2 separate regions of the Mus musculus genome follow, and region 1 is linked to region 2. The links are chromatin contacts, called in public HiChIP or PLAC-seq maps. All regions are on one chromosome and are shown on one strand. The core of a region is the stretch at or near the end of the contact, and the rest is flanking DNA. Distances in the headings are between cores, read along the strand shown.

Region 1 (6,356 bases), core at 975-3,474, 43 kb after region 2:
TCTTCTTTCTCTCTCCCCCTCTCCCTCTCTCCTCTGTCCTCTCTCTTTCTCTGCATCTACTCCCTTCTCAACTGCCCTTCCCATGCCTGCAAATAAACTCTGTGCTATGCTATGCCGTTCCTATGGCTGGTACCTGGGGTGGGTCCACTGAGGTACCCCCTCCCACTGAACCATACCTCACTCTACAAAAACTTTATAAAACACATCAGTGACTATCACATCCTCACAAAAAATCAGGCTTGGAAAGGACAGATCTGCACAGTTTATAGCTGGCCACACCAGACACACATTTAATTAGGTCTGTGGGTTTGTGGCAGGAAATACAAGCATTGTCTGCCTTTCTCCAATTACCAGCTTCTCATAGGAAAGAAAGCTTCTCAAGCAAGCAGTAAATTGTGAAGACATCTGCACAGTCCTGAATTCCTCTCTGAAGCTAATATCAAATGGCAGAAGTAAGGAGAGATAACGCTCTCCTATAGACTTCAGGGGTAACTTGACCCTTCAAACTTCAGGGGTGGCTCTTCAAGAACCTCCTTTCACCTTGGTCTTCAGGCTGGCAATCACAGAAGCAGGCTTCCTACCTGGCCCAGATGGAGGAAAGACCAGCAGCTGTGGCTTATTGGCTGAAAAAATATCTCTCTTTCTCTCTCTCTCTCTCTCCCTCCCCCTCTCCCTCTCCCTCTCCCTCTCCCTCTCCCTCTCCCTCCCCCTCCCCCTCTCCCTCTCCCTCCCCCTCCCTCTCCCCCTCCCCTCCCCCTCCCTCTCCCTCTCTCTCCTTTTTCATTCCCCTTTCTTATAGAGTATCAATAAACCAAAGAGAGATGATAGATAGATAGATAGTTACAAATAGAGATGAGACAGAACAGAAAGATAGAAAAGACAGGGGGGGGGAGAGAGTGAGAAAGTAGCTTGAAAGATAGGGAATTATTTGGGGGGTTTTGGTTCTTTCTTTTTTTATAAGACACGTCCCACTATGTAGCCCTGTCTGACTTGGAACCCACTAATAGACCAGGCTGTCCTGGAAGTCATAGGATTCACCTGCCTATGCTGGAATCGAAGGCATGCACTGCCACACCTGGTTAATTTTATAGTTTAGAATAATTTTGTTTTACTCCTAAGAAACTGATCCAACATAAAGTAAATGTGAGTTGATGGTAAAGGGAATTGGCAGTTGAGTGACTTGCGGGCTGGGTGACTCTATGGTCTTTAGACACAATGAGTTTGGATGATATGATCCAAGGAGGCTGTGTTGGCAGTCTACAGCTCTGGAGAAGCCAGCCTTTCAGTGCTCAGATAAACAAAACCACTGATAAAATCATTTGGGAAACTCTCATGCCAGGCAATAGCTTGATTTTTTTTTTATTGTCAAAATCCATCATTATTAATAACAGGTCTATGACAAGAGAATTAATTTTTAATGTATGTCTTTTTTCTCTCTCTTCTCTCTCCTTTTCCTCTTCTTATTTTTATGATGAGCTGTATACATTGAATTGAGAGCCAGGACTTGTCTCAGGATGGCTGGAAAAAGATCACTCATGTTTTGAGGTAGGCAGATCTCTGAATGTGAGGCCATTCCTGGTCTACGTGGCAAAGTTCCAGGCCAGCTAGAGGCTACATAGAGTCTCAGTCTCTCTCTCTCTCTCTCTCTCTCTCTCTCTCTCTCTCTCTCTCTCTCTCTCTCTCTCTCTCTCCCTCCCTCCCTCCCTCCCTCCCTCTCTCTCTCTCTCTCTCACACACACACACACACACACACACACACACACACAGATCCCTTACATCTTAATGACAATCCAAAGCCCCCAAACAAAACCAACCAACCAACCAATCAACCAAAAACCTATACCGCATGAAGCCTGTGGGGCAGGCAGGGTGGGAATAGCGTTTGCGTGTCTCATTGAAACCGGCATCAACAGGAAAAAGTCTAAACTGTGTAGGGATTGCTCTCCGTTTAGGAGCGTCTGCTGGGCCAGCATACCACGGAGCCAGCTCAGCAGGCAGTCCTGCTACCTGGAAGACGCTCTATTTCTAAAGCTCTCAGTGTCAGCCCAGAGCAGGCGACAGAATCCGTTAGCTGTTAGTTCTCAATGATGGTTAATGTCGGAACAAACTTCATTCCCCAGTTTTCAGATACCATCAGAGATGCTGAGACAGGAAACGCTAATGAAGCAGAGCTCAGTGCTGCGGAGGCTTTGAAAACCGCCTGTGGTGGAGGCCGGTGGGAAGGAGTTGGGGTAAATAAAGTCATTTCTAAGAACAGAAGATAAAAGGGTATTGCTGGAACAAAGGCGCTGCTGAAAGCAATTACATATTTAAATTCTCTTCACCCTGGGTGGCAGGAAATGTTCATTTTGTCACTTTCTCCGCTGACATGTTAAAATACATAAGTATTTGAATCCTGAGGGGCTCTGATCTCCAGAGATAAAAATAAGGGGCCGGATATCCAAAGGGGGCTCTTTGACACAAGGTGACTGACAGGTAGGACGTTTAGAAAACAGCCCTGCCACTCATCTCTCCTCTGTCCACATTGAGGACCGCATATGTCAGCCTCCCAGTCTCTCCACTTGGTTACGCTCACGTCTTGTGCTGAAGTCGCCTCTGCCTCGGTGACTTGTTCTGTCTGGAGACCATTAACTTTCTGATGGCTGCAGCAACGGAGCTGTGGGGGCGGGGCGGTGTTTCTGCGTGTTTGGCTACCTTCAAGAAAATGGCTGCCCCTAATTACACAAAATGATAGAGAGAGCGGTTGACTGAAATCACTGCAAATGACTGCTTTTTCTCTGAATAGCTTCAAAGTCTAGGTTAGCCTAGCTAATACACTAACAGCACACTTTCCTGCCGACGCCATTTCCATCATGTTTCTCCATGCTTCGGTGCCGAGTGGCGGCTGTACCACCAGGGAAAACAACTCGTTTTTGTTTTCTTCTTGTGGAGACCTCTAAAGATGCATTTATGTGCCGAGTCCATGATTTGTTTTGTCGAGTAAGTCGTGCACCTGTAGTAAAAAATGAGAAAGATGGTTTTGAGTTAGAAAATGATGGCTGTGGCCGCCTAGCAGCCCCCAAGGTATGCGGCTTTTGTGTATCTTCTACCAGACAGTCTGAAACATTTGACTTCACTTTGTCCAGTTATTTTCAACCTTCCATGTATATATGTGTATGTGTTTTGGAGACAAGGGCACCTGTAGCCCACGTTGGCCTTGGACTCACTAGGATGCTGAGTGACTTTGAACTTCCTAAACAGACTGCTAGGACTGCTAGTGTGTATTACTGTGCTTGAATTATAGGGTGCTGAGGGTCAAATCCAGGGCTTCATGCATGCCAGGAAAGCACCCTATCAAATGAACTATGTCTCTGCCCCCAGCCCTCCACATTTAAATTCATCACACAAGTCACTAAGAGTCATTTTGAAAAGCTGGTCACTGATTGATACATAGTGCCTTAACTGCTTGTCACTGACCCTGCCAAACCTCTGGGTGTGCTCCTAGATCAGAACCTGTGTAGCAATCTTGTTCTCCTTAGGTAGCCGTATCCTGGGTAGCATTATTCTGGCCAGAGTGTGTGCCAGCTGCCTCTTAAGAGCTACATTGTCTCCAGAAGGCAGGGCTGTGAAGGAGTCCCTCTATCCCCAGAGAAAGTACTATAGAAACATCCCCAGGAGTGCAGCTGTTTCTCTTCACAGTTGCACAAGACAGAAGAGTGGGGGTAGGGGATGGCTATTACAGGCCAATTCAGCTCAACAAGCAAACATTACACATATACCACAGAATACCTGTTTTGAAGACCTGAGTTTGCTTCTCAGCACCTACATCAGACATCTGGGAGCCACCTGTAGCTCCTATCCAAGGGATCTTCACATATGCATACTTTTAAAAAAATCATTCAAGGGGCTAGAGAGATGGCTCAGAGATTAGGAGCACTGGCTGCTCTTCCAGAGGTCCTGGGTTCAATTCCCAGCAACCACATAGTGGCTCATAACCATCTATAATGAGATCTGGTGCCCTCTTCTGGCCTACAGGCACACATGCAGGCAGAATACATAATAAATCTTTTTTTTAAAAAAATCATTCAAAAAATCTTGTTGTTTGTAATCAATAGAAAATAATGTTCACAGTAAATCTCTTAGTTGGTGTTCACATAAATAAGATGTAATGGTACTCAAGAGTAGATATAATTTATATTATAAGAATATAAATGAGATATAATTCAGATGAAGGAAGACTATCTGGAGGAGCACTCAACCTACAAATATGTCAGCATGGAGACTAGAGAGATGCCTCCAGAGTTAAGAGCATTGTCTGCTCTTCCAGAAGACCTGGGTTCATTTCTCAGCACCACATGGCAGCTCACAACTGTCTCTAACTCCAGTCCCAGGGGATCTAACACATTCTTTGGCCTCTTTGGGCACCACACAGACATGGTAAACAAACATATTTGTAAGCAGAAAGTCCACTTACATAAAAATAAAGGTTAAAAAAATATCAAATATGACAACACAGGACAGATTGAGGTAAATGAAGTAATTTGTTTTAGGAAAATTATTAAGGTGATAGCTTTTAGGCCTGACTGGCCTAGAACTCACTGTGTAGACCAGTCTCCCCCAAACTCATATAGCTCTACCTGGTTTTGCCTTCCAAGTGCTGGAATTAGAGATGTGTGCCACTATACCTAAATAAAGAAGATGTGTCTTTTAAGAATAGTTTTTAATACAAATTTAGGGACTGGGAGATGGCTCAGTCACTGTAGTCTTTGCCTTGTGAACTCTAGGACCTGATTTGGTCCCCAGAACCCACATAAGAAAGCTGGGTGCATTGGAGTACACTTGGTTCCCAGACTGGGGAGCAAAGGTGGGTTACATTCCTGGGGGCTCCTTGGCTAGGCAGCCTAGCCTACTCAGTGAGCATGAAGTCAATGAGAGGTCCTATATCAGTAAAGAAGCTAATGTCACCTGAAGATGAGAGAGAGGGAGGGAGGGAGGGAGGGAGAGAGAGAGAGAGAGAGAGAGAGAGAGAGAGAGAGAGAGAGAGAGAATATAGCAAGTATAATACAAGAAAAAAGAGAAAGAAATAACTCTGCAAGTGAGGGGTGATTTTAATGAGCTCAGAAAAATAACCATGACTCTTCCCTAATCTATTTTAAAGACACACCTACATCCCAAGGGTGGCATCATTAATGTTGCATCTCTTAGGAGCCATCTAGAGAAAGGATGAGAGGAGAGAGCTCAGCACTCTGGTCCCTGGGCTTTCCTTTTTATTCTTGATTCCAGCATTTCCCCTCTTTGATTGTAAACTATCTCAGCAGCCTCCTAATATAGTATGTTTTGGACTTAAGCTAGTTTGTATTGGGTTTCTTTCCCCAATAGTCACCAATAACAGTGTGTCTTCATGGATGAATCTTTTCATTGCAGACTAAGAACTAGACCATCTACATTCTGCTTCTCTGACTCCACTGCTCAGCTGAGGAAGCTGACAGTTCTCATACTCATAGTCTTTGAGCCAGGGAAATCTGTTAGAACAACACTGAACAAGTGTCATGTTCAGTCAAGATGCTCTGACATTCTGGATAGACCATTTGGAAGCTCATTTACTTAAAAAAATATTGTGTTTATTTAGCATGTGCATGCACGCACACACACACACACCCATACACACACTCTAGCTGCACTCAGTGGGGCACACTTATAATTCCAGCTCTGGTGAGCAGAGTCAAGTGGATTCCTTGGGATGTTTGGTTTACTTCATGAGCTCAAAGCTAATGAGAGACCCTGTCTTAATGAACAAGGGGAGTGACTTCTGAGAAATGAAACCTGGATTTGTCCTCTACTCACATCTTCCCACCACAAACTGTCTTCTTACTGAGTTTTAATTTTTAAAACACTTCTTTATGTTGTGTATATTGAAGGGTCCTTTTTATCCCATTTTGTTTCCACTAGAAACTAGGCCATAAACCACTTGCTACTCATGCTAAGTGTAAGGTACTTTGCTTCTGCAGATTATCTGCCTGTCTGGATTGCACTGAGGTGAGAAGTTGCAGTTTAGCACCTCATAGTAAAACAGCAGGAAGCTAGGTAAAGTAGCCCTTGTTCTATCTCAGCAGGAGGCAGGAATTGCTCATCTCTAAGTTGAATCCTCAGGAAGAAAAGGGGAGGGAGGCCTGTCTCTGCTCTTTGTTTTCAGCACTTGTATGACTTTCAGAGTATGTGATCACATGGTAAAAAGTTCACTATAAGTTTACACATAAATTCGGGTCATAAATTGAATAAGAGGTTTATAACAGAGAAAGACTACATGCATAGTCACTAGGAGTAATTATCTGGCTAAACATTCATCATTTGTTACTAGCTTACAGATTCATGGAGAG
Region 2 (6,570 bases), core at 1,930-4,429:
CTCTGTGCACTTCCTCCAACTTCCCACTGCTCTCACTGTACTGGCTTCTTTCTGTTCGTCATCCATCTTGCATCGACTCAGGCTGTTAAAATCCTCTCAAAGCACTTTCTACTCCCCCCCCCTTGAGAGCTAATTATAGTAATCCATCTAGATTTGAAGCTCCACCAGGCAGTGTATCATATTGTGGCTCGATCATACCACCTAGGTTTGTCTCCACGCACTACTTACAAGCAGTTCAAATTTGGGCAAGTTAACCTCCATTCCCTACTTTCTGCACCAAAAAGTAGAGTTAAGTAAATCCAACTTCATACAGTTGCTTCGACAAATAATTGAGATCATACATGGAAAGGCTCTGATGGGGTAATCAATACATGACAGCTATGTGTTCAATTTTCCTTTTCCTTTTTTCTTTTCTTTTTTTTTTTTTTGTTTTTTTTTGTTTTTTTGAGACAGGCTTTCTCTGTATAGCCCTGACTGTCCTGGAACTCACTTTGTAGACCAGGCTGAACTCAGAAATCCGCTTGCCTCTGTCTCCTGAGTGCTGGGATTAAGGCGTGGGCCACCACGCCCGCCTTGTTCAATTTTTCTTAAGTGAAATCGATTTTTGAATGGGCATATTATGGCTCTACAGAATTTACAAACAAAACCAAAAATCTATATGTATATATCAGCACGAAAGCAAACAAACTGAGTTAGGTAAATACTGTACTATCTCTAACCTTCAATAGCTACAGGGATTTCAGAGCTCATTTTATTCATCTTTCTTTCCTTGCAAAGGACAGGACCAGAGAAATTAAGCTAAAGACTCAGTTGGCAGAGAGAGATCTACACTCCAGTTCTATTAAGTCAGCCCACTAAGCACTTGGTGATCTTAAAAGGCAGGAAAGAACTACTAGCAGTGATAAGGTTACTACAGAGGTAATTGGAAACTTTAACACTTTGGGGAGTAAGATACAGTATAGTACTGTTGTAATAAATAACATTTCTTGTTTCAAGTCCATTCATGGGCATGTGGGTAGGACATGAGTATGCATGTTACCAATGTATATATAAAAGTTCTACTTAATTTAGTGCAAAAGAACCACATAATCTATCTGCCTCCAGTTTCCTTAGAAAACAAGCATTCCATGAATCTAGCACAGGCAGCAACCCAACAGCAGAACCATCATGAAGGAAGCTGTTCACTGGTGCACTCTAAGGTCTTGACCTCAGAAATTTTCTGATCAATGACTTTAATAGTGAATGAGAAACAGTACCTGTTAGGAGATGTGGAGGTTGGGCTTAAATTTCCAACATGATGCTGGGGATATGACACACTGGCATCCTGAGAGGCGTGACTGCTTCCTAAAATGAAGCAATTTCAAAAATTCTAGTTGAAAACCAAAAAGCCCAACAATAATTTGAAATGTTCCTTCCTATCTAAATTACTCCAAAAGAGATAAACAGCTTAAAAGCAACACCAACTCCCCGCAAACTAAACTCAAATTGCTATGAACTGCCTCACAGTTTCTTAAGTACATAACAGCAGAAATGCAAAAGAAAGCATTTCAAACATGATACTACTTTAAGAAGAAACAGCCAACCTGGCCACAGGAAATAGCAAAATTTAAAGTATTTCCATCATAATTAATTCCCTACTCCCTAATTTTTAAAATATTAGTCTGGTATAGAGTTGACACCTACAAACCCAGCACTTGGGAGGTATACCCAGAGGACCAAGAGTTCAAAGCTACACATGCCTTACACAGTGAGTCTGAAACTAGCCTAGAAATACCCCAAACCCTGATTCAAAAACCAAACGGAATAGTAAAGTGAAAGCAAAAGAAGCCAAAAACCCTCTCCCTATTACCACAATACCGAGCCATTACCTGATCTAAACTGAATTTTGATAGGCCTCCCGAAAAGTTTGATTCCGTTGAGCAGATTCATGGCATAGGGAACAGACACTTCATGTTTGAAGTTCACGAATGCAAACTGCTTCAGTTTGCCATCTTTATCTTTCGGGATTTTCACTTTTATTACCGGCCCAGCCTGCGAAGAAAAATATTCAGAACTTAAAACGAGGCAATTTCAGGAAGACATTTAAATTTCAGAAATAAATGGAAATGCAAGCCTGTCATGGTGGCACATGCCTGTATGGTCAGATGTCAGGAGATGCAGGCAGGAGGACCAGCTCTAAGTCAGCCTCGGAGTTCCAGGGCTACCAAGAAATACTATATGGCTCTCTGCCTCAAATACTATAAAGAAGAGAACACAAGTTTTAAACAAAAGGTACATAATCAAGACCTCATCAAAAACAAAATGTCCAGGCAGGGGCTGGACATCTACTTTCCTTTTAGGAAGAATAATTCTAGTTCCGACTGAAACCGAGATTTGGGGCAAGTTTTTTCGGACATTATTTGTAATATTGACAAAGAATGGGAAGTACAGTATAAAATCTCCATCTCACATGACTGTGTGATGTCCTAACAATGTAACCAACAGCTATCATTTTCCCACTGCATGGAAACGAACATTTACAAGGCAAAGTGGATTATTTTGATTACAAAAACCAAAAACAAAACAAACAAACAAAAAAAAAAAACCTTCCGCACCTATTACTCAAATATAACCAACTATTGAGTCTTAAAGCAAGAAGGTACAGGACTGGTAGATTTAAGCATGCCAGTCCTGCTTTCCTGCGTTATGTTTATGGAGTTTTTAAAACACTTTAACGTCTGCAATTTCACACGGAAGTTAAGCGGATAGACTCGGAAACACATCCTGCACGATGCGGCAAAGGCCAATGAACTCAAATGGGAAGGCACGGTACACAGGAAAGAGGAAAGCAAGTACTGAGGTTCCACCTCGGATCCCTGGACTTTTCCAAGGTGGAGACGCAGATGTCCCCATCATCCGACGTCACTTTCGGCCCGAACGCCGCGGAATTCCGGCTCGGCGCGCTCCGCTCCTTGGCCCGGCCTGTGAATGCCACAGCCGCCCTAGGACCGTGCCCGCCCCTTACCTGGTGGAACAGCTCGAAGAGGAGCTCCTCTGTCACCTTCGTCTCCAGGTTACCCACGAACAGAGTGCGGTCGGCCTCTGCGGCCGCCGCCCCCATCTCCGCGCTGTTCCAGTCCCAGGCCTAGGCTGCCTGCTCAGGGCCGACCGACCCTACTGCGCACCCTCAGAAACACTCACGTCCTCCCGTTCAGACGTCACGACGTAAAGGCCCGCCGTGCGCGAGCGCAGACGAGCTACGCACGCGCGCGGGACAAGCGCCCGTTTCCGGCGGCTGCTCCTTCCGCCGTTGCGTGAAAAATGGCTACTGGGGTTGGTAACGGTTGCGTCTGACGCGGGCTGGAGTGACCTGCGGCGCCGCCGAGGGCCCAGTTTGATCGACATACGTCTAGCAAACACTGCAGGCGGTGTTTGAAGATGGCCCAGAACTCGGTGTCGCTGTCCGCCGGCGATCAAGCCAACAGGATGGCCCACCGATCCTCCCAAGGAGATCTCAACCCGTCGGCCATGGCTTGGGCAATGGTCTCCGGAGATAGCTTCCTGGTTACTAGGCTGGATCCGAATCAGCCGGGACCTCGGCCACCAGCGCGACCCAGCGTTCGGGCCGACAGACGTCGAGTCCCTGTCGGTGGCCGCAGCCGGAGCCGAAGCCGCCAAGGCAGATTCTCGCCTTACCCGATCCCAGGCGTCAAGCTCGACCTCTTAAGAAGTGTGCTGCAGCAGCGTCTGGTTGCACTGGGAACTGCTCTCGCAACCCGAATCTCAGCGTAGAACGAATGCCTCCCCTCACTTAGCTTACAAACAAGGCCTCTCCAAAAATCATGTCTTGGTGTGACGGCAGTTTTATTCTTACGCATTTTCACCGATGTGGGCGGTTAATATAGGCTACCAAAGAAAAGTTTAGCCGGGCATAGTGACACACATTTTTAATCTCAAGACTCGGAAAGCAGGCTCTGAGTTACAGGCTAGCCGTTTGTTACATAGTCGAGGGGCTTAATATCCATCCATGTGGGGCCAAGAAGAGGCCAGGAGGGCTTTTCTTAAGTAGTCACAAAGCTAGGTGACTAGTTGTGAATGATGTAGAGTCTTATAGTGCAGACTTGCCGTGTATTAAGGATGGTCTTGAACTCCCCCTTGCCTGGGCCTCCCAGGTGCTGGTGTTTACAGGCGCGAGCCATACACCAGGCTTGAGTAAGCTGCTCAGTATGGAATCCAGCTGTGTCTGAGTTCTACAATCCTCCCTGATTCTCTGGGGCTTCTAATTTAAGCCTCTCTACCCGTGACTACCCTTGAATTCATGTTGAGGAAAAATGTCCTTTATCACATTGCCATTCCCCACCACCTAACTACACCCCCCTTCTGTTTTGTTTTGTTTTGTTTTAGAAATATCTATAGACTCCCAATCTTTGGGGGTGGAGTGTCTCATTTTGTACCTCTGACTATCTTGAAGTTGACAGACATGACTGCCTCTGCCTCCCAAGTGCTGGGATTAAAGGCATGCTCCACCAGGTCTGGTCAGACTCCAATTTTTTTTTTTTTTTAAAGATTTATTTATTATATGTGAGTACACAGTAGCTGACTTCAGACACACCAGAAGAGGGCACCAGATCCTATTACAGATGGTTGTGAGCCACCATGTGGTTGCTGGGAATTGAACTTAGGACCTTCAGAAGAGCAGTCAGTGCTCTTACTCACTGAGCCATCTCACCAGCCCCCAGACTCCAATCTTAAACATACTAAAAACAAGTACTTTTCCAAGTTAAGCCAAATGTACAGCATACTTTTCCAAAGACTTCAAATGAACATTTGCATGGGCCATATTATTTAATCAACTCCCAACTTTATTAGTGTGAATCTACTGTCACAAAATATGCTGGTGGGACCTAAGTCAATCACTGTCACTTGACATTTGTTTTCTGCTCACTGTGATCACTTGGTATCTTTTGTTTTTATCAATCTTAGAATGATTTTATACTGAAATGCCCTTGCTGTGTTGCCCAGGTTGCTCTAGAACTGGAAATCCTGCGTAAGGGTCCCCAGTGATAGGTGTGTACCCAACAGCAGGTGAACTTCATACATCAAGAGCCAGAAGTGCATTCTGGATGGAGAAGCTAATAGGTAACAGCCACACTAGACCTTATTAGGGAGAGTAATGCCACTCTTTATTAAGCGGTAAAGATGGCTTCCCATGTTAACTGTGTTCTGGTTCTCTTAAGTGGCTGATCATTCCTATGCTATTTTCCCTTAACCATGTATTCCCCTAAGTGGTATTGGGAGGAAGTTTGTGGATTTTTGTTTTGTTTTCAGACCCTTGTCTCCTTGGACTTACTTAAAATGAGATAAAGCAGACTGCCACATGCTGCACTGGGATTTTTAGAACCACATCTGCAGAGGAAAATGTAGTGGACATATAGAAGACTGGAAATTGTGACAAAGGGAAGATACTGGCAATATTAGCTACTTTTAATTGAGTGTGGCATTGTGCTAGAGGGTGTTGCTCAGTAGGGTGAGCTGATTGAATTCTGTGCTTGCTGTTGCCTGGATCAGGCACTTAGAATTAAGTAGTGTACAAGGTAGATAGGTGGCTTTGCTCACATGGCGCTTTACACTGTGTTACTTGATTACCACACCAGCCTGTAAGAAGGATACTGTACTTTAATTTCTTTGCTGGGTAGTCTGAAAGTGAGGGGGATTCTCCAAGGTCTTTTAGCTGAGGCTCTTTGAAACTTGCAACACAGACACCCACTTACAGTAGCTACTACCCCAGATAACTAAAAGGAAGTTAGCAGAGCTTTAATCAAAACAAATGATTGAGGAAAGAAGTCCACATGTACACTATGGGTAGGGATAGTGAGGTGAAGCTGGAGGAAGAGTGCAGTCCTGTCAGGAAAGGCCACCTCAAGGCACTAAGCTGCCAGGGAACTGAGGAGAGGCTGAGTCCTTTTGACGTTATCAAATGCTAAAAGTGTTAAATAGGGCTCAAGGGCTTCTTGTCTTGCCATTTGATGTCCAATTCTGTACTAAAAAGTCGTTTTTCCTTCAAGTTGGTGGACATTGGAAAGTAAGGATTAAAAAGTCTTAGATAAAAAAGGCTAGAACCACAGGAAATGAGGACACTGGCTTGAAAGAAGGCGCTAATTACAACACCAGGCTCAAGTACTCAGCACCCCAAAATCTAAAAGTACATCTGTGCTAGGGAGGACCCAGAGGGAGTAGACTCCATTTCTGTTCTGGTGTATACATGGTCATCAGGATTCAGGCTTTGGTTGAGAGATAATGTAACAGGGTTTATTGTGTTTCCTTTGGAAAGAAGAAAGCCTTCACATAAACTCTCCATTATTTTAAGTGAGAGTCAAGTGCAGAGTGTCAGAGTTATAGTGTGCCACAAAGACTGTAGTATGGAAGAACAACTAGCAACACCTTTGAAGTTACCCCAAATGGACAATTAAATGTTCCCAAGAACAGACTTTTGGGTGGGGGCACAAAGTGAGTGTCCTTGCAGTGTTGGTAATGCTGATCCTAAAATGGGTTTGAAGAGTAGTCTGGAAAGTTAGCGATTGGGGTTAAGCA

What was found. HiChIP or PLAC-seq counts read pairs in DNA pulled down with a chosen protein or histone mark.
Region 1: a contact with region 2 is called in an H3K4me3 HiChIP or PLAC-seq map of the SCID.adh cell line, with 38 read pairs. The contact joins the enhancer-like site here to the promoter of Rbm7 in region 2. A contact is called at or near these places in 7 of 39 promoter capture datasets (the C10 cell line, the HPC-7 cell line, cranial neural crest and 4 more), 1 of 15 datasets of contacts at CTCF or cohesin (CD8 T cells), 18 of 484 Hi-C or Micro-C datasets (3T3-L1-derived adipocytes, CD4 T cells, CD8 T cells and 11 more), 15 of 115 datasets of contacts at active chromatin or transcription factors (the 230-238 cell line, CD8 T cells, the HPC-7 cell line and 7 more) and 2 of 9 other capture datasets (adipose tissue and liver).

What each region holds. Positions count from the first base shown.
Region 1 is chr9:48,536,262-48,542,617 of GRCm38.p6, forward strand. It overlaps a transcript of Nnmt not described here. Among named protein-coding and RNA genes, the nearest start is that of Gm5617, 44 kb to the left of the region's middle. Within about 2 kb of position 2,225, at least 53 of the 459 cell types and tissues checked have an H3K27ac peak or open chromatin away from gene starts, as enhancers often do. A contact at or near this core is called in the 230-238 cell line, CD8 T cells, the HPC-7 cell line and 5 more, where this site is marked.
Region 2 is chr9:48,492,151-48,498,720 of GRCm38.p6, forward strand. It overlaps Rbm7 (RNA binding motif protein 7), which reads right to left and starts at 3,180. Exons shown (of 5, transcript NM_144948.5): 1 at 3,005-3,180; 2 at 1,869-2,031; 3 at 1,257-1,344. The coding sequence starts at 3,100. Gm5617 (predicted gene 5617) reads left to right here and starts at 3,193. Exons shown (of 1, transcript NM_001004191.3): 1 at 3,193-3,825. The coding sequence starts at 3,418. The coding sequence ends at 3,771.